Regions from separate parts of the Mus musculus genome. Here regions 2 and 3 are each linked to region 1. The links are chromatin contacts, called in public Hi-C and HiChIP or PLAC-seq maps. All regions are on one chromosome and are shown on one strand. The core of a region is the stretch at or near the end of the contact, and the rest is flanking DNA. Distances in the headings are between cores, read along the strand shown.

What was found. Hi-C and Micro-C count contacts between places; a contact is called where the count stands out from the background. HiChIP or PLAC-seq counts read pairs in DNA pulled down with a chosen protein or histone mark.
Region 2: a Hi-C map of cerebral cortex shows a contact between it and region 1, with 2.3 times the contacts expected there. The contact joins two enhancer-like sites. A contact is called at or near these places in 3 of 484 Hi-C or Micro-C datasets (bone marrow-derived macrophages, cerebral cortex and nephron progenitors) and 2 of 115 datasets of contacts at active chromatin or transcription factors (SST interneurons and embryonic basal ganglia).
Region 3: an H3K4me3 HiChIP or PLAC-seq map of embryonic basal ganglia shows a contact between it and region 1, with 5 times the contacts expected there. The contact joins two enhancer-like sites. A contact is called at or near these places in 2 of 484 Hi-C or Micro-C datasets (bone marrow-derived macrophages and embryonic stem cells) and 2 of 115 datasets of contacts at active chromatin or transcription factors (embryonic basal ganglia and embryonic stem cells).

The regions. Positions count from the first base shown.
Region 1 is chr12:74,267,198-74,270,016 of GRCm38.p6, reverse strand. It overlaps Syt16 (synaptotagmin XVI), which reads right to left. Exons shown (of 8, transcript NM_001364282.1): 8 at 2,101-2,819. Among named protein-coding and RNA genes, the nearest start is that of 1700086L19Rik, 16 kb to the left of the region's middle. Within about 2 kb of position 1,261, at least 26 of the 459 cell types and tissues checked have an H3K27ac peak or open chromatin away from gene starts, as enhancers often do. A contact at or near this core is called in SST interneurons, cerebral cortex and embryonic basal ganglia, where this site is marked.
Region 2 is chr12:74,107,527-74,110,308 of GRCm38.p6, reverse strand. All of the region lies in intron 1 of Syt16 (synaptotagmin XVI), which reads right to left. Among named protein-coding and RNA genes, the nearest start is that of Gm40889, 32 kb to the left of the region's middle. Within about 2 kb of position 1,343, at least 24 of the 459 cell types and tissues checked have an H3K27ac peak or open chromatin away from gene starts, as enhancers often do. A contact at or near this core is called in SST interneurons and cerebral cortex, where this site is marked.
Region 3 is chr12:74,022,081-74,024,839 of GRCm38.p6, reverse strand. All of the region lies in intron 1 of Syt16 (synaptotagmin XVI), which reads right to left. Among named protein-coding and RNA genes, the nearest start is that of Syt16, 26 kb to the right of the region's middle. Within about 2 kb of position 1,364, at least 5 of the 459 cell types and tissues checked have an H3K27ac peak or open chromatin away from gene starts, as enhancers often do. A contact at or near this core is called in embryonic basal ganglia, where this site is marked.

The sequences.
Region 1 (2,819 bases), core at 12-2,511:
AGCACTATGGAGAATGTCACCACTTGTATCAACGCCTGAATTGTCATCCAAAGCAAGTCATAGCCAGTGGCACCTAAGTTGACCAACCATGGATGCAATGTCATGCCTCTTTGCAAACACGGCCTGGATCTTTTCTGAGACCTCATGCTGTCAGAATGCTGAGTGTAGTACATTCATGGTCATTATAAATTCTTCTAATGTTATAGGAAAAGCAGGGCTTCCTCTGTCCAACAGTTATGCGATCAGTGAAAACAGGATCCAAACCAACTGTGCGTCTCTCACAGGGAGCAAGGGAAGGAGGGGGAACCCAGAGCAGGTGTGTGTCTGCCTGATGAATAGTCCATTAAGAAAGAAAGAAAAGAAAATCAGCAATCGTCAGAGGGGAGCAGCGAGTACAACAGCCACCACCACAACTGGTGAAACCAATTCATCCCCGAAAGAAGGCCCACGATGAGACGCGTCTTCATAAAGCCGGTGTGTCTCCTACCCTTAGTGATGTTATTTTACAAGCACACACTTTAGGAACAGAACCATCATGCAACAAAACGCGGTACCGCTTCCACGTCAACCCCCCACACAAGATATTAATCATTAGCTAGCTAAAACAGGCAAAACGCAGCTCTCCCACCACAGAGCCAACTAATTATCTTTCAGAACTCTTTTGAGAAGCAAATGTAGCTGTAAACGCTCAAGTGAAAAACATGTTAAATGCATTTGGGTCTAGACTTTGCCAAGAAAATAAGAGAGTCTAAGTGCACCAAATCCAAAGATCTTCCTAAAGCAGAATTTCAAATCAAGGTTCAAAAAAAAAAAGTTCAGCCTCAACGTTTCAGTGCATCTTGTCTTTAGAATTTGATGTCTGCACCATCCGCTGAGAGTGAATGCTGCTGTATAATCAAGACGCACACGTGTTATACGACGAGTACCACTAACCAAAAAGAACATGCTTTTCCCCTTAAAAGGGGAAATGTTGCAAACGTCATCCTAAGCTCACTATCCCAGCAGAAAACCCAAAACTGAGTGAGTCAAGGAGCAGAACATAAAGCAGAGGTGATTAGCAGGGACCCCAAAGCCATGGATGCAGGCAACATGTAGAACAGGCAAATGTGAGCGAGCAAGCGAGGGAAATCCAGGGCTGTCTGGACAATATATACAGATTTTTTTTCAAATGTAAATTTGAAAATGAATGCTGCTATTATGCCAGCAGCAGAAAGGGAAGCACAACGAGGCTGCTCGGCTTCCCCTTCAGCACAAGGCACACAGAGAGGGAAGGATGTGAAAGGCCAATTCTTCGCCGCTCCTCTATCAATTGCACTCAGTTCTATCCCCGTGACACAGTCGCACTGCAAAGACCACTGGGCAGTTAGTGGGCAAGATGCTGAGAAGACACTCCGAGGTCTTCTCAAGGAAGGCAGGGGAACTTGGCGGGCTTAAAAAAAAGACCTGGGGATACTAGTTTATTCTGCAAATGCTCACCCCTCCATATAACATTGTTTCTTCCCCAGATCTGATTCCTGTGATCTGGTAGAGTTTTCCTGTGCCCTTGTCTGGTCTTGTCAGGATATCCATTATGAAGTGCAAGGAATAAATACGTTCTTCAAGTGTTGCAGCCTACGCTTACAATCTGTCAAAATGTAGAGCTGTGGGGGAAGTTCTGCGGCTTTGACTTCGTGTATCCGTCACTAGCTATCACTCTTCCCGAAGACAGGACAGAAGTCAACAAGGAAACATAAAACTCTAAAAAGAAGTGGTGGGGCCCTTGCTCAGAGAACCTGGAACGTTAAGCAAGGTGTTAAGGGTGGATCCCTTCCTCCTCATCACTTCCAGGTAAAAGACACCAAAACTAAGCACTCAGATCTGAGAAATTAAAGTGCACCGCATAAAATGTAAAAGCTACTCATAAGTAAAACTTCATGCCCAGATCCATACAAGGTTAGCGTTGGGGAATAAATAGCATGTGTCCACAGACACGGACTCACTAAAACATTTTGTTGCACACATAAGAAATATCAGTGCTGGGTCCTTTAAATGCTCTGAGAATTCAGTGTCATACCATACCAAATGGTGATATTTCTTCATTCAGAGGATTTCACATGTTCATTCCCTTTAAGTCAATCAAATTAGTATTTATTGAGATCCATTGTAGGCATCTTTCTATGTTCTACTGGCAAGGTACATAGCATAAAGATGAATGTGGTTGGCATGCAGAAATACATACAAAAAATACATGTGAGAGTTAGTACAATTATCTATAGAAAAGGTATAATCCAAATGAATGACAAATTCAGAAACATCGAGAAAGCCAAGACTTAAATTATCTTCTAGGTTTTCCTCTTCTTCTTTGGGTGCCGATTCGGTAAGAAAGCACAAAATCTGTGATTTTTTGGAAATCTTAAATATTCAAAAAGAGACAGGTCAGATAACAGTCAGTTTTTAACTGTTTTACAGCTTCCATATGATTCGTCTAACCCAATTCTTTTAGAAACCGTGATATCTAATTGAGATAGAAAGAGACTTTTCATGAATACAAATTTATTTTACACCACAAGTTTATAACGATTACCTTTTAAAGTAAACAGGGCTCTTTTTTTTATTATTCATAAAGAGAATGGGGTGGCAGAGGATTGCGGATTGGTTACACCCTTCCTTAGCACTCAGCATCTGATTCATTTCTGTTTTGGAATTTTGAACACTGAGAAGAGTCTGATTCATACACCTCAGTGATGGAAAACAGTAACGTTTATAGCTCCTTTGAAATCTCAGGCTATTCTCCCAGCAAAGAGAGACAGCAGGAAGAAGCTGCACCACATAGTGCGAAC
Region 2 (2,782 bases), core at 94-2,593, 160 kb after region 1:
CTCGAAGCCCTTGGAGGTCTTATGATGATGGTATCTCACTATGGGTCACTAAGACTGGGGAGTTCTTTAGCAGGTGCCAGCCCAAAGCAGGCCACAGGTACAAGGAGAGCTATTTATATTTGCACAATGCAACTATGATCAGGAACCTGTTCAATAATGTCAGAATGGCAGACACCCTCCCATTCCTGACTAAGATGATGTGGAAATATGCAACTCAAACCCAGCCAGCTTCCTGAGAATTATACTTCCTGCCTCCAAAATGACAGTCAACGGCATGAGAGTGGGTCAGTATATGGTCAATCCAGTAACCAGGAAGGAGAAGCCTGTCTGTGTGCAGGCAGATGTGTCGCCCCACCCGACGTCAAATAAAACTTACAAACCTTGTCAATCTCCCTGGGTCTCAGTCAGAGCTGAGGACAGCTGGTCTAATGATGAGTCCAGGGAAGCCTGCCTACCCCTGCATGGCTTACGAATGGAAAGCCCAGTAGGGGAGAAACAGAGAATGAGCCAAGCAGGAATAGAATCTCCAGGGAAGCTCGGCAGAACAAAGGCAGGCAGAGTCATAATTATTATATTTTGCACTTACTTGGCATTTGCTATGTGCCAGGTCCTTTACGCTCATTTAAGTCTAACAATGGTCCCGTGAAATTGAAATTATTATTATCATCACTTAACAGATGAGACAAAACTGAGCTCTGGAAAATGAGGGAGACACTCCCAATCACAAGGTAGTCAGTCCATGTCAGAGGCAGGATTTGGCCCTAGCGGTCTAGCTTGAGCCCCCCATTTAATCACTCTGCTAGCCCGCCACTTGTCATGGAATTTTTTTCTGAGGAGAGGATGTAATAGATTTTTAGCAACCACAAGCACAACCATTTTGATCTGAAGTCTGAAGAGGAAGACAAGAATATTGAATGACATTGAGGACCGTGGACACCAATTTGAGCCAACAGATGAAAATAGGGGAGGGGAAAAAAAAGACAAAGAAATCAAAGGGACAACCCCCTCAAAGGTCAAAGTTAACTTAAAAAATATTTGCTGACCCTGACAACAACTACAAAAACTACACGGCTGTGATTCGATGCATCTGTTTATTATGTATGCTCTCAGCCTGAGATTTCCTCCCATCGAGATAAAAATTGCCATTGCGCATAAGCAGATGACTGCAATAAATATGGTAAGGAACTAGCATTGCCAGAGAGTTTTTTTTTTTTTTTTTTTTAAAGAAAGAGAGAAAGGCTGCTAATTCTAAGATTGGGAGCTGAAAAGCCCCCAGATGACATCAGCCCAAATTCTCCTAGAAAAGAAATGACAGGAAGCTGGCTCCTGGAACTTTCTCTTCGGAGGTGACTCATTTCATGGCTGGGGACAGGGATGAGCTAGGACATGCAGGGGTCTGGCAGGAGGGCTGAGGGAAGGAGGACCTGGCTTCTAGTCCTCTCTTCACTTTTGTCCCTTTTGAGGATGTTACAACCCAGACTCTGCCCTGCCCCCTCCCCAGTTCAGACGTGGGAATCCTAACCCCCAGTACTTCAGATCGTAGCCATATTTAGACATGCCATCTGCTGAGATATAATATAAACTGAGTTCTTAAGAATGGAGCCACATCCAACACAACTGCTGTCGTTATAACAAGAAGAAACCCAGCCACGAGCATGCACATGGTGGGAAGAGAGGCCCTGTAAAGACAAAGGCAGAGGACCACCTATGACACTAAGGAGGAAGGAGAGCCGCTCTTGATCTCAGACTCCTCCCTGCAGAACAGCTGCTTTTTACACCTCCCAGTCAATGGGATTTGTTACAGCAGCCTAGACGACCTACACAGCTGCACACTTTGAACTACAGATGTATATCAGAGAAGTACTTGCTGTCTCGTTGACTAAATATGTATATCTCCCAATCCTAAAACAGACTGGCAATTGGTGCTTGAAAGAGATCATGCAACTCACAGGGCTCAGAGAAGAAAATGATGCAAAAACCTTTCCAGGTTTCTACAACAAAGTTTTGAGCATCGTTGAGACCTCTGTTCAAAACCTTATTCTATTCCTTATGAATTAACACAAAATTGCCTTTAGAATCTCTCTGTCCCTTGCTCCCTCTGCCCCATATGTTCATCCTTCTGAATGCTACACAAAATCCATCCCCTGCCAAGTATGGTTTTTACTGTCACTCCTAAACTCGAGCTAACTTTTCAAGATAAAACCCATTGAGTGTCTATATATGGAGCCTGATTTTAACTGAAAGCAGCCCCCAACTCATTCTGCTCCTATGGGAATCTGCTAGTTTAACAAAGTCAGTGGGCTCAACTCACTGTCCCTGGACAGAGGGATTACATATCCATGTCTCAGCCCAGGGGCCTCTAATCTAATCCCTCCCCAGGAAGGCACTGCTAGTCAAATGCTACCCCCAATTCCTCTCTTAATGTGATTGCTTCCCATTCAGCTCTAAAAAGGGAGTATCCAGCCCCTCCAAGCAACCATGGTTTAAGCCTTTAATACCTGGCAAGCTGGGCAGGTGTGTAATTGTTAAAGGTCTGTTGCTTTGAGAACGCCTTCAATAGTCATCATACCCTGCTTCCCTCCCATCATTTATTGTGTGTATCACAGAGTCTGGAGAGCATACCATTCAGAAAACAGTAGCGTATGGCCTAAGAACCAAAGAGCATGAAAAGAGAAGCTACAACAACCCTTACTCTGTTGGAGCATTGCCTTACTACTTCTGTTTTCCTTTGCTAAGCAATAGAACATGAACTAAACAAGAGTCAGCTCAGATGTGCGCTGTC
Region 3 (2,759 bases), core at 115-2,614, 250 kb after region 1:
ATAATGAAAATCAAGAAGAGATAAGTCACAGGAAGAAGAAACAAAGTGATCGAAGAGAAAAGTCACAGGAAGAAGAAACAAAGTAATCGTGCTCTCTTGCAGGACTGGTCCAAGAATGAAACATTCTATCTGCTCACTGAAGCCATCCCTGACCCTGGGCACTGCGACAGCCCTCACCTCACCATCAGATGCAGCTCATCTCGGATTTCCACTTGCTTAGAGATCTCCACGGTGGTACCTGGAAACCTGGACCGGGCAGGTCTGAGGCACTCCCAAGCAATACCAATGCTATTTTGGCTTCAACATCAATTTGCACAGCAAGGTTATCTAGTAGCCAAGGGTTGTTCTTAAGTCCCAGAGTTAAACTGCCCTAGGACTGAATAAATAAGCATATAAATAAGTAAACAAAGGTCAGTGTGTTCCCCATTTTTTCAAGTTTGCCCACTTTGCTGTTTCTTTTAATTTTATATCTAGATAAGTAGACTTTATAGTTTTGTTTTGGTAAGAAACAAAACTTTGTTGTTGGTTGCTGTTGTTGTTGTTGTTGTTGTTAGTGTTAGTGTTGTTGCCTTGAGAAGGGTCTCACTATGTAGACCAACCTGTCCTCAAACCCTTAGAGGTCCACCTCCCTCTTCCTTCACAGTACTGGAATTACAGGCAATAATCCAAGCCAGTTGTTGTTGTTGTTGTTGTTGTTGTTGTTGTTATTTGTTGTTGTTGTTGTTTGGGGTTTTTTGTCTTCTTTTCTTGGTTCTTTCAGAGCAGGTCTCCTGTACCCCACAATGGCCTGTCCCGCTGCAGCTGAGGATGACTTGAACCCCTGATTCTTCATCTTCCAAGTGCTGAGATGACACACGTGCAGCTGAGGATTACATGCAGGCTTCATGCTAAGAAAGCGCTCTCATCAAGTGATCTACATCCCAGCCTCTAGAATAGCTATACTTTATAATGACACTAGATTCCATCATATGGGCCATGCCCATATGCATTATATGTAAAGGGTTAAAACATATACATACAATTGTGTCTTACCTCAGTGGTCAAGCAACGGCTAGATTCAACAGTCCGTGTAACATAACCACTTAGATTTTCAGATGGATATTGTAGACTATCCACTAATACTATTTCATAGCCCCAAAGATTCTCATTTAGGAAAACTCTGAAATGTAAATTAAAAGCATAAGGACCCATCTGGGAAGTACAATAACCCGGGGGTCTAAAGATGTAAAGACACAAAGCAGCCATATTTTCTACCTCCCCTTATGTAGAAGTGCATTTTCTATGTAGCCGCCCTCCCTCCCCCTTACACACTTAATGCTTTCCATAGCAACAGCTCTAAAAAGGAAAAGCCTATTTCTTGTCAAAATGAATAAAATTGTCTTGCAACACGCTGTGCAATTAGAGCTCCCGCACAGCCCCCTCCACAGCACTCAGACACCACTTAAGCAGCTTTTACCCCCAGAATGGCCCATCGTATTCTTCTGAACACTAACCAGTGTGGTTTCTGAAGGTATTGTGTGTTGATAATAGCAACAGCCCCTCACTAGCCATGTCCAAAATTCCCCAATACATAAGAAAGAAAATCCGCCCACCTCTTTTCCCACACTTTAGAGATGGCTCCTACCTCCCACCAGTCTACAATTTCTTAGAAGGCCACAGGTTAGAGAAAGCACTTATTCTCGGCTCTCTTGTCTTCTTATATATGATAGATAGCCTGCATTGGTTCTCAAGATAATGACTAAACAAACAACTCATTAGCTGGGGACATGTTTAGGATTGCTATAGGTCACCACAGGAAAAAAAGTATGGAAGAGCTGGGTTTGGTTTTTTTGTTTGCTTTGTTTGTTTTCTTGTTGTTGGTTTTTGCCTTGAGAAAAATCAGGAAAGGATAGGTCAGACTCAGCAAAGAGCTGGAACTTTCCACAGTATTGCAAAGGTATTAAACTATCTTACACTGAAGTGAAAAGAAAGTTTAATTAAGGAACTTTTTATTTAAAAATGTATCAACATTAGATGGGCTAGGTTTGTTTTCTAGCAAGTGTTCTAAACAATGTGGCGAGTCATCTAACCAAGGTGCTGATGGGTAAACCAATGGCAACCAGAGCCCTAGGAAGAATCTTACATGAGAAGGAAGGAGAAAGTACTAACTGGAAGCAGAAAGCTAGCACCAGTGGAAGGGAGGCTGGAGGTGACCCATCCTCTGGACCACATTTTATTCCCAACAGCTCTGTTATTTTTTGATTTCTTGAGAATAAATACAAAGGACCATGACAGACGCAATGAAGAGCTGATCTAATTAATCTAGGATCTAATTAATTTCAGGTCACCTCGTGCAGAGAGATCTCTTACAGGCTCCCTCTTGAGGTGATGGGCTGTGTCTAGCAGCCTTTCTCTTTTGTTTATGGAAAGATTTACACACTTACAGCCAATGGCTGACCAGTTTGCAACAGCCAACTATTAAGGCCCAAACAAGATCACACAACACTGTAAGATTATTGGCTTTTACAGCTCACAAGTTAACTTTTCCCAGGAAAGATCCATCTGTAGTCAAAGGGTTAGCCACCCATTCTCAGCAAAAACATGGACCCCTATTAAAATGATTCCCTTTGATGGGAAAAAAAAACAGATAAAGCTAATTAATTTGTCAGTGAGTATACTGTACCTGTTTGTTTTGCTGTGGTTGTTTTCTACACACGACCTCAAAGCAGAGTCTGTGAACACTATTGTTTAAAGGAAAGCCCAGAAAAGCATTTTTACTA